Regions from separate parts of the Mus musculus genome. Here all the other regions are linked to region 1. Evidence: chromatin contacts called from public promoter capture Hi-C data. All regions are on one chromosome and are shown on one strand. The core of a region is the stretch at or near the end of the contact, and the rest is flanking DNA. Distances in the headings are between cores, read along the strand shown. Region 1 holds the start of Ints6l (integrator complex subunit 6 like). Region 2 holds the start of Arhgef6 (Rac/Cdc42 guanine nucleotide exchange factor (GEF) 6). Region 3 overlaps Arhgef6 (Rac/Cdc42 guanine nucleotide exchange factor (GEF) 6). Region 4 holds the start of Vgll1 (vestigial like family member 1).

What was found. Promoter capture Hi-C pulls out the DNA fragments that hold promoters and counts their contacts.
Region 2: a contact with region 1 is called in a promoter capture Hi-C map of pre-B cells. The contact joins the promoter of Arhgef6 here to the promoter of Ints6l in region 1. A contact is called at or near these places in 4 of 39 promoter capture datasets (the C10 cell line, the HPC-7 cell line, cranial neural crest and 1 more) and 1 of 9 other capture datasets (adipose tissue).
Region 3: a contact with region 1 is called in a promoter capture Hi-C map of the HPC-7 cell line, with 3 times the contacts expected there. The contact joins the enhancer-like site here to the promoter of Ints6l in region 1. A contact is called at or near these places in 6 of 39 promoter capture datasets (the HPC-7 cell line, cranial neural crest, maxillary cranial neural crest and 2 more) and 1 of 9 other capture datasets (adipose tissue).
Region 4: a promoter capture Hi-C map of stem cell-derived epiblast-like cells shows a contact between it and region 1, with 2.5 times the contacts expected there. The contact joins the promoter of Vgll1 here to the promoter of Ints6l in region 1. A contact is called at or near these places in 2 of 39 promoter capture datasets (cranial neural crest and stem cell-derived epiblast-like cells).

The regions. Positions count from the first base shown.
Region 1 is chrX:56,453,418-56,456,221 of GRCm38.p6, reverse strand. It overlaps Ints6l (integrator complex subunit 6 like), which reads right to left and starts at 1,383. Exons shown (of 17, transcript NM_172779.4): 1 at 906-1,383; 2 at 696-773. The coding sequence starts at 1,016.
Region 2 is chrX:57,337,379-57,340,182 of GRCm38.p6, reverse strand. Arhgef6 (Rac/Cdc42 guanine nucleotide exchange factor (GEF) 6) reads left to right here and starts at 1,454. Exons shown (of 22, transcript NM_152801.2): 1 at 1,454-1,845. The coding sequence starts at 1,609.
Region 3 is chrX:57,309,192-57,311,995 of GRCm38.p6, reverse strand. The region is part of intron 2 of Arhgef6 (Rac/Cdc42 guanine nucleotide exchange factor (GEF) 6); the gene reads left to right. Among named protein-coding and RNA genes, the nearest start is that of Arhgef6, 28 kb to the left of the region's middle. Within about 2 kb of position 1,370, at least 38 of the 459 cell types and tissues checked have an H3K27ac peak or open chromatin away from gene starts, as enhancers often do. A contact at or near this core is called in the HPC-7 cell line and adipose tissue, where this site is marked.
Region 4 is chrX:57,086,662-57,089,465 of GRCm38.p6, reverse strand. Vgll1 (vestigial like family member 1) reads right to left here and starts at 1,360. Exons shown (of 8, transcript NM_133251.2): 1 at 1,314-1,360; 2 at 1-175.

The DNA.
Region 1 (2,804 bases), core at 134-2,633:
AGCGTGCAGGGTCTGGGAGCTGCATAGGCTAAGCAGTTCCGAGCTAGTGGTGGCACAGGAGGGGCGGGGGCCAGAGCCTCGAATGCAAAGGAGCTGCTCTGGGAGGCCAGCGCTAGTGCAGCCCGGCATTTGGCAGGAAGAGGAGGGGAAGATGCGGTGAAGGAGAAACGGACCGGAGCGGGAGGAGGGAGAGGAAGCCCAGGCGGGGCGGGCCGAGGGATGGAAGGAGGGACCAGAGGAGGAGCTCGGGCGGCAGCAAAGCCCGCGCGGGGCTAAGAGAACATCGGGGCGGAGTCCCAGGCGAAGGGGCCGCAGCCTCACCATGGGCCTCGAGCCCTCCTTCCTCGGCCTCCTCCCCTCCCTCCTTTCCATCTCAGCAGCGCCCTCACCCTGCCTCTGGCTGCCTCATACAAAAGCAAAATGTCCGCCATCTTCGGAGGCGATTGCTGCAGCCGTGCTAGGAACTCGGCCCTCCAGTGCCTTCTCTACACCGGCTGCTCATCTCCGGGCCCCTCTCTGCGACCCCCGACCGCCGCCACCCGCCCTGCTCCTCCTGCCCTTCGGCGCTCCTCACTGCAGCCCGTCCCGCAGGGCGACGCAGGATCGCCACGGGTGGAGGCAAAAGGGATCAGCAGCCCCAGGCTAGTGGACGCGCACGCTCTTCCCGCCCACCGCTCCCCCGCTGGCCTGTTTACCTTGATGCAGTAGGGAGGCTCATCGTAGGTGACCAGCATGTACCTGTCTCCGCGGCTGGCTGGGTCCCGGGCGCGCAGCTGCGGGGCGAGGGATGACGGGGGGGTCGCGTAGGAAACGAGGGGAAGCGATACAAACGTTACAGAAGCACCTCAGTCCAACCCACCCATCCCACAGAAGCGACCCCTTCATCTCCTTTCCCCTCCTTTTACCTTCAAGAATAACTCCACAGCGCCTTTAGCAATGTCCAAATAGGAGGTGCCCAGGTCAGTGCGCTGGTTCATGGAGGCGGACGTATCTATGAGGAACAGCAGGATGGGCATCTTCCACTACACCCCTGGTTCTGGTCCCCACTCTCCCAGTCCCTTTTCCCTCAATGCCACGTATGGCTACCCAAATCCTGAACTCTCGCAGAGCCAGGGAGCAAGAGGAAAAGTGGGAAACGGGATGGGATAGATGGGACCGCTCCTGGCCTCTTTCTGCAGCCCCAACTCCTCTCCCTCCAAGGGAACTTGAAAGTGTGAGTGTGTCGGTCTCCGGGCCGTCTCTCTTCCCCTCTTCTGCCACCACTACTGCCCGCCGCCGCTGCCGCTGCCAGGACTACTGCCTAAGCATCCGTCCACGCTCACTAGAGCGCTCGCCCCAGACTGAGAGCCCTCTCTGTTCACTGACACAACTTCTGTCTGCTCACCTACCATCAGCACCATGTGACTAGAACACACGCCATTGGCTGCCAATTATGTTTAATTTACATATTCATTAGATGACTGGGTAAAGGGAGGGACTTGGGCCAAGCTTGAGGGTTGTAGTTTGGAACCCATGCTGGAGGTAAGGGGCGGGGGAGTAAAGGACCTTCTTCAAGCTCAGATTCTCCTTTAAAGGATTTAGAAGCCTTTAGGGTAATTTGTTTGGTCGTTTGGATGGATTTTCTTTCGTGCTTCAAAGATGGTAATTCGAAAGGAAAGGAGAATTGGGCAACAGTTGCATAGAAACAGATGTTTAGGCAGGCTTCACACAAAACATAACTACAATCAATCAATCCTGCCAGTGGCTAAGACCAAAACATTTCAGTAGCAGCAAACTTCTTTCCTAGCCAGACTTGCTCAAATTCCCTTAGATTAGTCCCTCTTCCTGATCAGTGTTTACATGTCGTTTTCTTGGTTGGTTCAGCTACTTAAAAAGGAAGCTGCCGCGGAAACGTTACCCTAAGCTGTCCTTTTGTAAGGACAGGCTCTCTCAGGCTTTGAAACATTGACCAGCCTGTGATACTTAAACTCCTGTGGGGACTGTGCGGCCTTTATCCATGGCTGATATCCTGCTTCAACTCAGGTTCATTGAACGTCCACAAAAGTGCTAGGCACCTGAAGTAGGCGTTCAATCATTGAAATATGTAGGGTCGATGGTACTGAAATTTAATTTTCAGTAGAGGGAAGTTGCCAATGCTGGCTCCATGTAAGTACTTGGTAACTGGTCAACTATACTTGGCTTTCCACTGCATATGACTCAATTTTTAAACTTGTATCTCAGGCTGGTCCTGAACTCCTCAGCATATCCTACAAGCGTGTGCTATGCCAACTACTGTGACATTATTTTTAATATAGAGTATGAGGTAGTGTTGCAGCATAGGAGTACGATGTTTGCCCAGCTCCTGTGAGGCGCTGAGTTTGAGTCTCCTACAACACTGATGATGGCGATAATGATGATAATGATACAGAGTATTTCTAGCAATGTGCTGTACACAAGTTAGACTCTTGAGCTTCAATGAGTATACAATTTTAATACAATGTGAAGATCACATATATATCTGCAAATGTTTTCTATATTGTTTGTAGATATCCTGTGTATATGTTCTACATGATTGATATATATTATGTTTTCTCAGAAATAAGACCAAAAATGGTGATGCAAGTAAAAACAGCGAGGCAGCACTTGCCTGTGGTCTAGAAGTTCAGAAGATTTCATGGGCAAAGAACAAGGTGTAAAAGAGGGAATCTGGCTTAGGAGGAATGGTGTGAACAAGAGTCCGCCAGAGACCACTCTATGTGTGATGAAGACCAGCTTACTGAAATATATAGAATGACTTGGGAATTAAAGATGGAAAGACATCAAAC
Region 2 (2,804 bases), core at 205-2,704, 880 kb before region 1:
TTTGCTACTGTTATGAATCATAATACAAACATATGACTTCTGAAATATATGGTATGTGATCTTTCTAAAAAGGTCCTCTAATATCCAAAGGGGTTGAGACCCACTGATCTAGACTGTGCATGATTGTAATGAAATAGCCTGTAAATATTAAAATTATTCAATTGGCCTGGGGCTATAGCTCAGTTGGTAGAGTGCCTGTCTAGTGTGTACAACATCCTAGGATCAACCCCAAACACCCCGTAAACTGGATTTGATTTTGCATGCCTCTAATCCTCGCATCTGGGAGGAGGAGGCAGAAGAATCAGGAGTTCAAAGTCAGCCTCAGCTACAAGAAACTATCCCTATCACTATCACCATCAAAAAAAGCAGGGAGACAGAGAACAACAAGAACAGGATTGTGAGACTTAGCGGGAAACAGCTATAATTAACTGGATGCCTCACATACATGTGGAGAGGTGCTGACGGCCTGCATTTGCCAACATTGAGCTATACAATTAAACTCTGCCTTATCATAAATTTCTCTATAGTATGACTATTTTACCTGGTACTAAAAGTGTTTGACAATAACAAACCTCTCTGGATTCATGAGCGAGGCTGGTTTGCAGATCACTATTTTAAATGCATCGTGTTTGTTGATGACAAGAAGTGAATCTTTCAGTCTGTAGTGTAGACAGAGAAGACAAGTGCTCTTTTGTTCTCAAGTGCTCTGTCTCCAAACATATTTCCCTCATTTTCTGTGACTGTGTCTAAGCCTTTGCTAAGGGTGCTGCAGCTGGACTGTGGAGTGGAACCAGGTCCAGAAAAAGAATTGCTAAAGAATGCAAGTAAACAGGATGTCAGATGTTATCCTTAGCCTATTTCCCTAAACATAGCTTTTTTGGCTACAACGTAAAATGCCATTCTTCCAGCTTCTGCTTAAATGCAGCGATGGCTGACAGCAGGGACAATCTTCCTTTGCTTGGCAAGTTTGTCACCATGCGGCTCCACATGTTTTGTAAAGAAGGCATGATCGTGACACACACTGTCACTGTGAGATTGTCTGAGGACATCCGGCCATTTCTGGGAGGAATTTTTTCAGTCCACCTAAGTCTTTGTTTGAGCTCTCTTTTACCAGCACAGCTCCCCACGAGGCTCAGATCTGTCTGACCTAAGAGCCAGTTGGCATCCTCCTCCTGACAGAAGCCAGATTTTTCACTGAGACTAGACTGTATTGACAGTGTTTTCCCAGTCTGCCCCATGCGTGTCTCATTTCCAAGGCTCTGTAAAGTGCTGGCTCACTCCGGTTTCCACGAGCACTTGCTGACTTTTCTGCCTCCCCAGCATCCTCCTCACTTCCTTTCCTTACAGCTTCTTGCACTGTTGTACGTGTTCCTCCCCCCACCCCACCCCCCCAAAGAAAAACCTAATGAGTTTGTTTTGCAAGTTTCGAAAAAGAACCAGTGATGTTCTCTCAGGAGTTTGTCCATTCCTTATCATTCCTTTCCATATCTTTAGGTATGATCTCTGTGGTTTAGAAATCCCACGTTCCTCTGTTGTCAGAGAAAAGTTGCCTTAAACCTTTGCCCCGCAAGCACCAGAAGAGCGCTCATAAAAGGAAGACAGCAGCAGATGCAATCACGGATGTGGCTTAGTCTTCACAGCTGCCCCGAGAGCTGTTCAGAGCGTCCGAGAGCCTCAGTCATGAATCCAGAAGAACGCCTTGTGACATGGCTTATATCTTTGGGAGTTCTAGAGTCTCCCAAAAAGACTGTCTGTGATCCAGAGGAGTTCTTGAAGTCCTCGCTGAAAAATGGGGTAGTGTTGTGCAAACTCATAAACAGACTTCTGCCTGGCTCGGTGGAGAAGGTAAGGTCATTTTGCTGTGTCTTTGGGATTACTTTCCACCACAGAGCAGCAATAATATCATTCTTGAGATTTTTCTATTGCGGGGTCATGGGAATCCCCTTCTTCAATATCTTTCTAAAAGTTAGGCGTTTTTATTTACTGTCCTTGTACTTTGAAAAAGTCAGAAAACGAAATATTATCCTTCAGTAATTGACCCCCTGATGTTACCTTACTAAAGCTGGGCTACAGGACTGCCAATCAGGGATAGGAGGACAACCTTATTGTGTACAAGTTTGCTGTGGTTGTGGAAATGCACATTAAACTTCCCCTGTGCACTTTAGACATGTTTTGAGCATGAGTCTGTGGGATAATGGAATAATTTTGTTGTAGATCTTTCTGGTGTTTGAAAGTTTGCCTAAAAAAAATGATGGAGACTTCCTTGTTTGTTTGTTTGTTTTAAGATTCATTGAAGAAAAGTCTATTCACAAGTGTCAATGTTACTTAAAACTCCCCCAAAACCAAAGAGAAACCAACTCTATGCATTGAAGGCAATGGGCATTCAAAGTGAAACTAAACCTTGCTTTAAAAAAACTTCAAGAGTTTTGAGGTTAGAAGCCCATGTTATGACAGTGGACAGTTTCTAAAGTAGGTGCTTTTGTGTCATTAAAGATAGAGTACTTATGATTCTTTTCTTAAGGTCATTGTGCACATAACTTAAATAAGGGTCTTTTGCCTTTTGGAATCAGTTCTATGTTTATGGAACAAGTAGATTTACTTATAATTTTTCAAATGTGAGAAATGGTGATTAAACTGATAAGATACAGAGAGACATAATAAAAAATGTGATGCTTAGACATAGTGAAATATGAACAAATTATCATGAGGAGTAGAGGGAGGTGATCAAAGTAACCTCAGGCAAAAGCAGGACTAAACGATATATATTTATATATACATACGCAGACACACAAACACACACACAC
Region 3 (2,804 bases), core at 121-2,620, 860 kb before region 1:
TCTCCTTTTTCCTGAACACTGAACCCTCAGTTGAAAATAAATGTCTACTGTGGAGTTTTCCCTGAAGGTATAACACAAAAGAGTGACGTCCTGGACTGTGGTGCACTGATGCTTGGGAAGTAGATTTGGTGAAACAAGACTGAATAGTGGGGAATGAAGCTTAGGCTTTAGTTCTCTCCTAGCAGCACCGTGAGGCTGGGCTTCCCAGCTCAGGAGTCTATGAGGTTCAAGTCATCTAGGAGCCCATGTTATTCATATCAAGTAACCACATAGCAACCCACAGAGACAAGAGAATACGTGTGGTTAAACAAACTGCCTGTAGTCACAATCACAACCCAAATGTTTAGTGGATGATAAAGATAGAATTTGAATTTGTGAGTAAGTCATTTTAAGTGACATTCTGGGAAAAAAATAACTTATGAAGTCCATTCTCTTCTTCACAGTACCATCAACTCTCTTGCTCTGTATAGGTAACATGAATTCTAGGCAAGCAGTCCACCACTAAACTACATCCCTAGCCCTTTAACCTTTCTGTTTTGGGGCAGTGTCTTGTTAAGTTGCTTAGGCTGGCATTGAAGTAATTCTATAACCCAAACAGGCCGTGAACTAGCATTTTTCCCACCCAAGGCTCACAAGTACCTAGGATTACAGCCTGAGCCGCTAGATTCAGTTCACTGTGTATAGTATAAGGAAGTGAAATCCTGATATCCACTTAACAACATATTTTAGCAAACACTGAGAATTTGACATTTGAGTTTACACAGTAGGCCTTTGGTGAAGTTGGCTACTGTGGATCCATTTTTTATAGCCTTGAGAATTGAACCAGATTTGAGACCTAAGAGATCTTGCTAAGATGTTGCCTTCGAGATTCCCTATTTAGACTTTTCATTAGCGTGGATTGTTCAAAGTCTTTCCAGTTGTTAAAGCCCTGGGAAAGAAGTGTTACTTTCCTCAGATCCTCATAACTGTTTACCAGTGACAATGCTGGTATTAGACTTTAGGTCTCTGGATCCCCACACCAGAGCTGTTCTCAAAATACCTCATGTTGTTGTGACTACAGGCACAAGTCAGACCCTGTTTCCTAAATTGCTGAAATGCAGAGAAATGGAGGGAATCAAAGTCCAATGAATTCGGGGTTTGCTCTTTTAATTTTGCTCCCCATCAATAGACAAGCTGTTATTAGCCCGGCTACAAATACCACCACCATATTCTAGTAAATGGAATGCTAGTGGGTAATGAGTCCAATTTTGGAGCTAAGAGCATTATTGTTGCTGACTTTGTGACTGCTTTTAGCTGGAGCTTGGTGGAAGCCTCACAGGTTACAGAGCCAGAAGCAATGGCACCAGCGAGCTATGACTAAGCAGCTCAGCTTGGCTTCCTCAGCTGTACCATGTAATGACATTTCCTTCAAAGTTCAGGGGTCAGCAGAGGCAGTGTGTTCAGCTGTGAGAATTAGAGAATGAGATTCAACGATGAGCTCAGTTAATTTAAGATCTCTTTTCATAAGAGTGAGCTGAACAGGGAAGCACTGAAATGTCCTTAAATATTTGGCATCTTTTCTTTAAATAGGCTGGAAAGAGAAGCTGAGTGTCCTTGTGGTTCCATGGAATCACTTGTTTTTCACTTGATTAGATTAAAAAAAAAAAAAAGAGTGATGAAGCCAATTGTGATCAATGCAAACCTGAAATTCTTACCTGAAATGGGAGTTGACTCAAGGCACAGTGACATTAAAGGAGTTGCTGGTTCCAAAGTATAATGGTGTGGGGGTGGGGTGGATTCCTTTCTTAACTAGGATGTGGCTGGCAGCTGTGACTGCTTAACTCAGGTGTGTAAGGCAAGATAATGAGGCAGTCAGGAGGTGGCTTAGCTCCTTGTTGTAACCACAAGCTCCCCCCCGCCCCCCGCCTCCACCCCCATCTGACTAGTGCCTTACAGAATGTTAACTGCTCTTCTTGACTCTGGCAAATGCAGCCTGAGTTGTGTTGGGAAATGGAAAGACAGCCCAGGAATTAGGCAGGGCCTCTTGGGAGGCAGTTTACTATGGGGGAGTTTCTCATTGCCACATTAGTAGAATTAGTCATTTTGGGGATTCTAGCAAACTGCAGATGGTACAGATGCTTATTGGACTGAAGTACCAAGGGATTTCTTCCTGTGCAAACCCACGGATGGCTTTTCTGCGTTTTCCTATGTCTCATGGAAACGCCAAGCACATGTACAAGGCTACAATGGCCCTCAGAGCACCCACTTGTACATGTTTTCATTTGAGGGAAGGCTTCAGATATCTCAGGCTGGCCTCAAGCTTGCTATGTAACTGAAGATGAGCTTGGCCTCCATCCTCCTGCTTCTGCCTCCTCCCTATTGAGATTACCTTAACTCTCCTGATTTACAGAGTGTTAGGAGGCAAATCCAGGGCTTTAGCCAAATCCAATTAGGCAGAAACTCAACCAACTGAACCACACCCCCAATTCCTTACTTGTGTATTTGTATTGGTCTATCACTGTCTTGGTCTGTGACAACTACTCTGGGTCTTACTTTACTCATTTAAGGAAGTGAGCAAATAATTGTTCCCATATTGCAGGCTTGCTTCATGCCAGAAACATATAAAATGAAAAAGTTTAATCTTAGTCTATGATATGTCAAAATAGCATAACCTTTTAAGAACGGAAATATATTGTGTTATTCATGGCTCAGGAGGTTGAAAAGTCCAGTAGCTGGTAAATACATGATCACAGTGCCCTCATATGGTGGAAAGGGCAAAACAGTTGTGTGGGGTTCTTCTATTTATTCATTTTAAAATTTATTTT
Region 4 (2,804 bases), core at 111-2,610, 630 kb before region 1:
TCTCTGTTCCTCTTCTCGCCTCGGTCTCCCCACCTATCAAATGTGGGGATGGGACAGACCTGTAATCCTCACAGGGCCGTGAGCCAGGACACTGAGGCAGCCTTATGAATTCTCTCAAGAAATGGAAAGGCTCCCGCTTTTCGACTTCCGGACTTTCCTTGAAGGCTCCACCTGTCTGGTACAGCAGGTGCTGCTTAGTCTTTTGCAAGACCGTCCTCTTAGGCGCCACTTCGCCAGCAGCCACCCTGATTGGCTAAGGCCTGACACAGCTTGCGATCCCTTTGTTGATTTCCCCCGAAGCTACAGAGAAAGAACTAGCCAGATTCTTGCGATAGCACGCCACAACCGCATTTCTAGTTTCACTGGGTATACACTAAGAAAGCACATGGCAAATGACCAATCCAGGAAAAAGCTAGAGGTCACCCCAGAGGCCACCTTTTAGCCAAGCTCACTTGGAGGGCTAAGCAGAAAAGTGGAGACCCTGAATTGACCCCCAAGTTCTACCCCTGTGCCTCTTTCCCTCTCTGCCCACAGGAACACAGACTCAGCTAGTGTTATTTATCAGGATCCAACCTAGAAGGGATTCTCTGGGCTCTACTTGACTCACTGGGGAGAAATTGCAGTTGATGTTTAAATCCAGAGAGTTGAGCTGGATGTTGCGACTTAACCACGTGGTTCTAGCTTGCTGAGAAGGCTAGAGTAAGAGGGTCTTTTGAGCCTAGGAGTTAAAGACAAGCCTGGGTAATACAGTGAAACCTCAAACAAGAGAGAGAAGGGGGAGGGGATGGGGAGAGGAGTAACTCGATTCTAAAAGCATACACATTCTGAGAATTATCAGTTGGCTTAATCCCTATGAAAAACTCAAGTGCCTCATCTTCCAATGAGCTTTGTGTAAGTATTCCTGAATTTAAAAAAAGGGGGGGGGGATCTGGCCTGTACAACACTGACTCTAAGGAGATATCAGGAACAAAAAATAATGACCCAGAGTGTTTCAAGTAGACCCTGAAATATTTTCCAAACTACTGTAGTAGAACATCTCAGAAGTAATTCAAAGCTAGAAGTCTAGCCTCTGGTCTGCCCCATGGATAGTCTACTGACACTTTTACCACACTCCTGCAAAATACATTCAATATTTCTAAGTTGGGGCGCAGAGTCAGTGGTGATGGCTATCAAAATGATCAGTTGGAGCCAAAGCTCCTCCCCCTCCCAAGGCCTGATTAAATCTCACTTAGCACAGTCTATCAAGACCGCCAATTCACTCCCATGTGAATATCCATCCCTCTTCCTACTATCAAGTCTCCAGCTTCTCCTACCTTAATTCTCAGCAATTCCCCAAGACAGCAAAATCCTCCAGTTTTGGAGGAGCTCAACCACTGGAAGCGAGAGCTGGAGATGTGTACCCTCCCTTGAAATTTTCTGCCCCTCTAGCTGGGGTTGTGCAAGGCGTTTCCTTCTAGCTATCTATTAAGAATGCGGAAAATGCACTCCAGCGAGTCAACCTGGTTAGGCACCTGCAGGAATGAGGAAAACAGATGGCTATTTTACATTTCTTTACTTTTTTCATTAAAAACTATATTGTGGTATTGTCTCCTCAACTGGAAGCTGATTGTTTGCCCCAAACCTCTGTGCACAGAATCAGACACATCTAAGACACTGTTGTTGGGTTCCATCAAACTGATGTCATATCAAATCTGGGGAGCTGTCCTCCTAAGACTTTTGTTCCACATGTGTTATCCTCCCTCACTTTCCTTGAGAAGCAAAGGGAGCCAGGCTCTTGAAATTCTGGTCTTGTCCCAGCCTTCCATGGGCTTCACAGGCAGTGAAGACTTCCCTGAGTCTGCAGTAGCTCAAACAAGGACACCATGAAAGATCAGAGCAAGGGGCTCCTGTCTTCATTTGAAAAATCTTCAGTGTAATTCTTTCAACTGTGGTACCTTTTTGGTGTCAAACCTCAGATTTCTTCTTTGATCCTGTGTTAAACAGCTTTTTATGAGTGTAACAAAATACCTCAACAGGGCAACTTAGAGCAGTAGCTCGCAAGCCTTTGGGGGATTATAGGACCCTCTCAGAGGAGTTGCATACCAGATATCTTACATATCAGATGTTTACATTACAATTCATAACAGTAGCAAAATTACAGTTATGAAGTAGCAACAAAAATCATTTTATGGTTGGGTGTCACCACAGCATGAAGAACTGTATTAAACATTCACAGCATTAGGAAGGTTGGGAACTTAAAAGAATGGTTGAGCCTCAAAGAATGATTTACTTGGAATTAAAAGTTTCAGAGGACTTGATGTCCTGGGATTGGGAGGGGGGAGATACCTGGGGGGAGCGCCCTCTCAGAGGTGAAGGGGAAGGGGAAAGAAATTGGCAGGGGGTGACCAGGAGGGGGCAACATTTGGGATTAAATAAATAAAATAATAACTTAATAATAAAAAACGTTTCAGAGTTTTCAGTCTGATGGAACAAAGCACCATGGATAGGAAACACAGATCATAAAGGAAGCTTCTTGCCCTGTGGTGACCAAAAACCAAAATAGGAAGGAGAAAGCAAGCAAAAGGTCTGTCTCAATGTCCCATTCAAGGGCACACACACCTCCAGTGACTGAACCTCTTTCCATTAGGCCCCATCTCCTAAAGTTTCTGCTATCTCTCAGTATGTCATATAATATATATAATATATTATATATATATATAATCACACACACACACACACACACACACACACACACACATACCACACACACACTCTAGGTGGGTTAAGTACTGTGAAGACAAAAACAGTCATTAAGGGACTTAGAA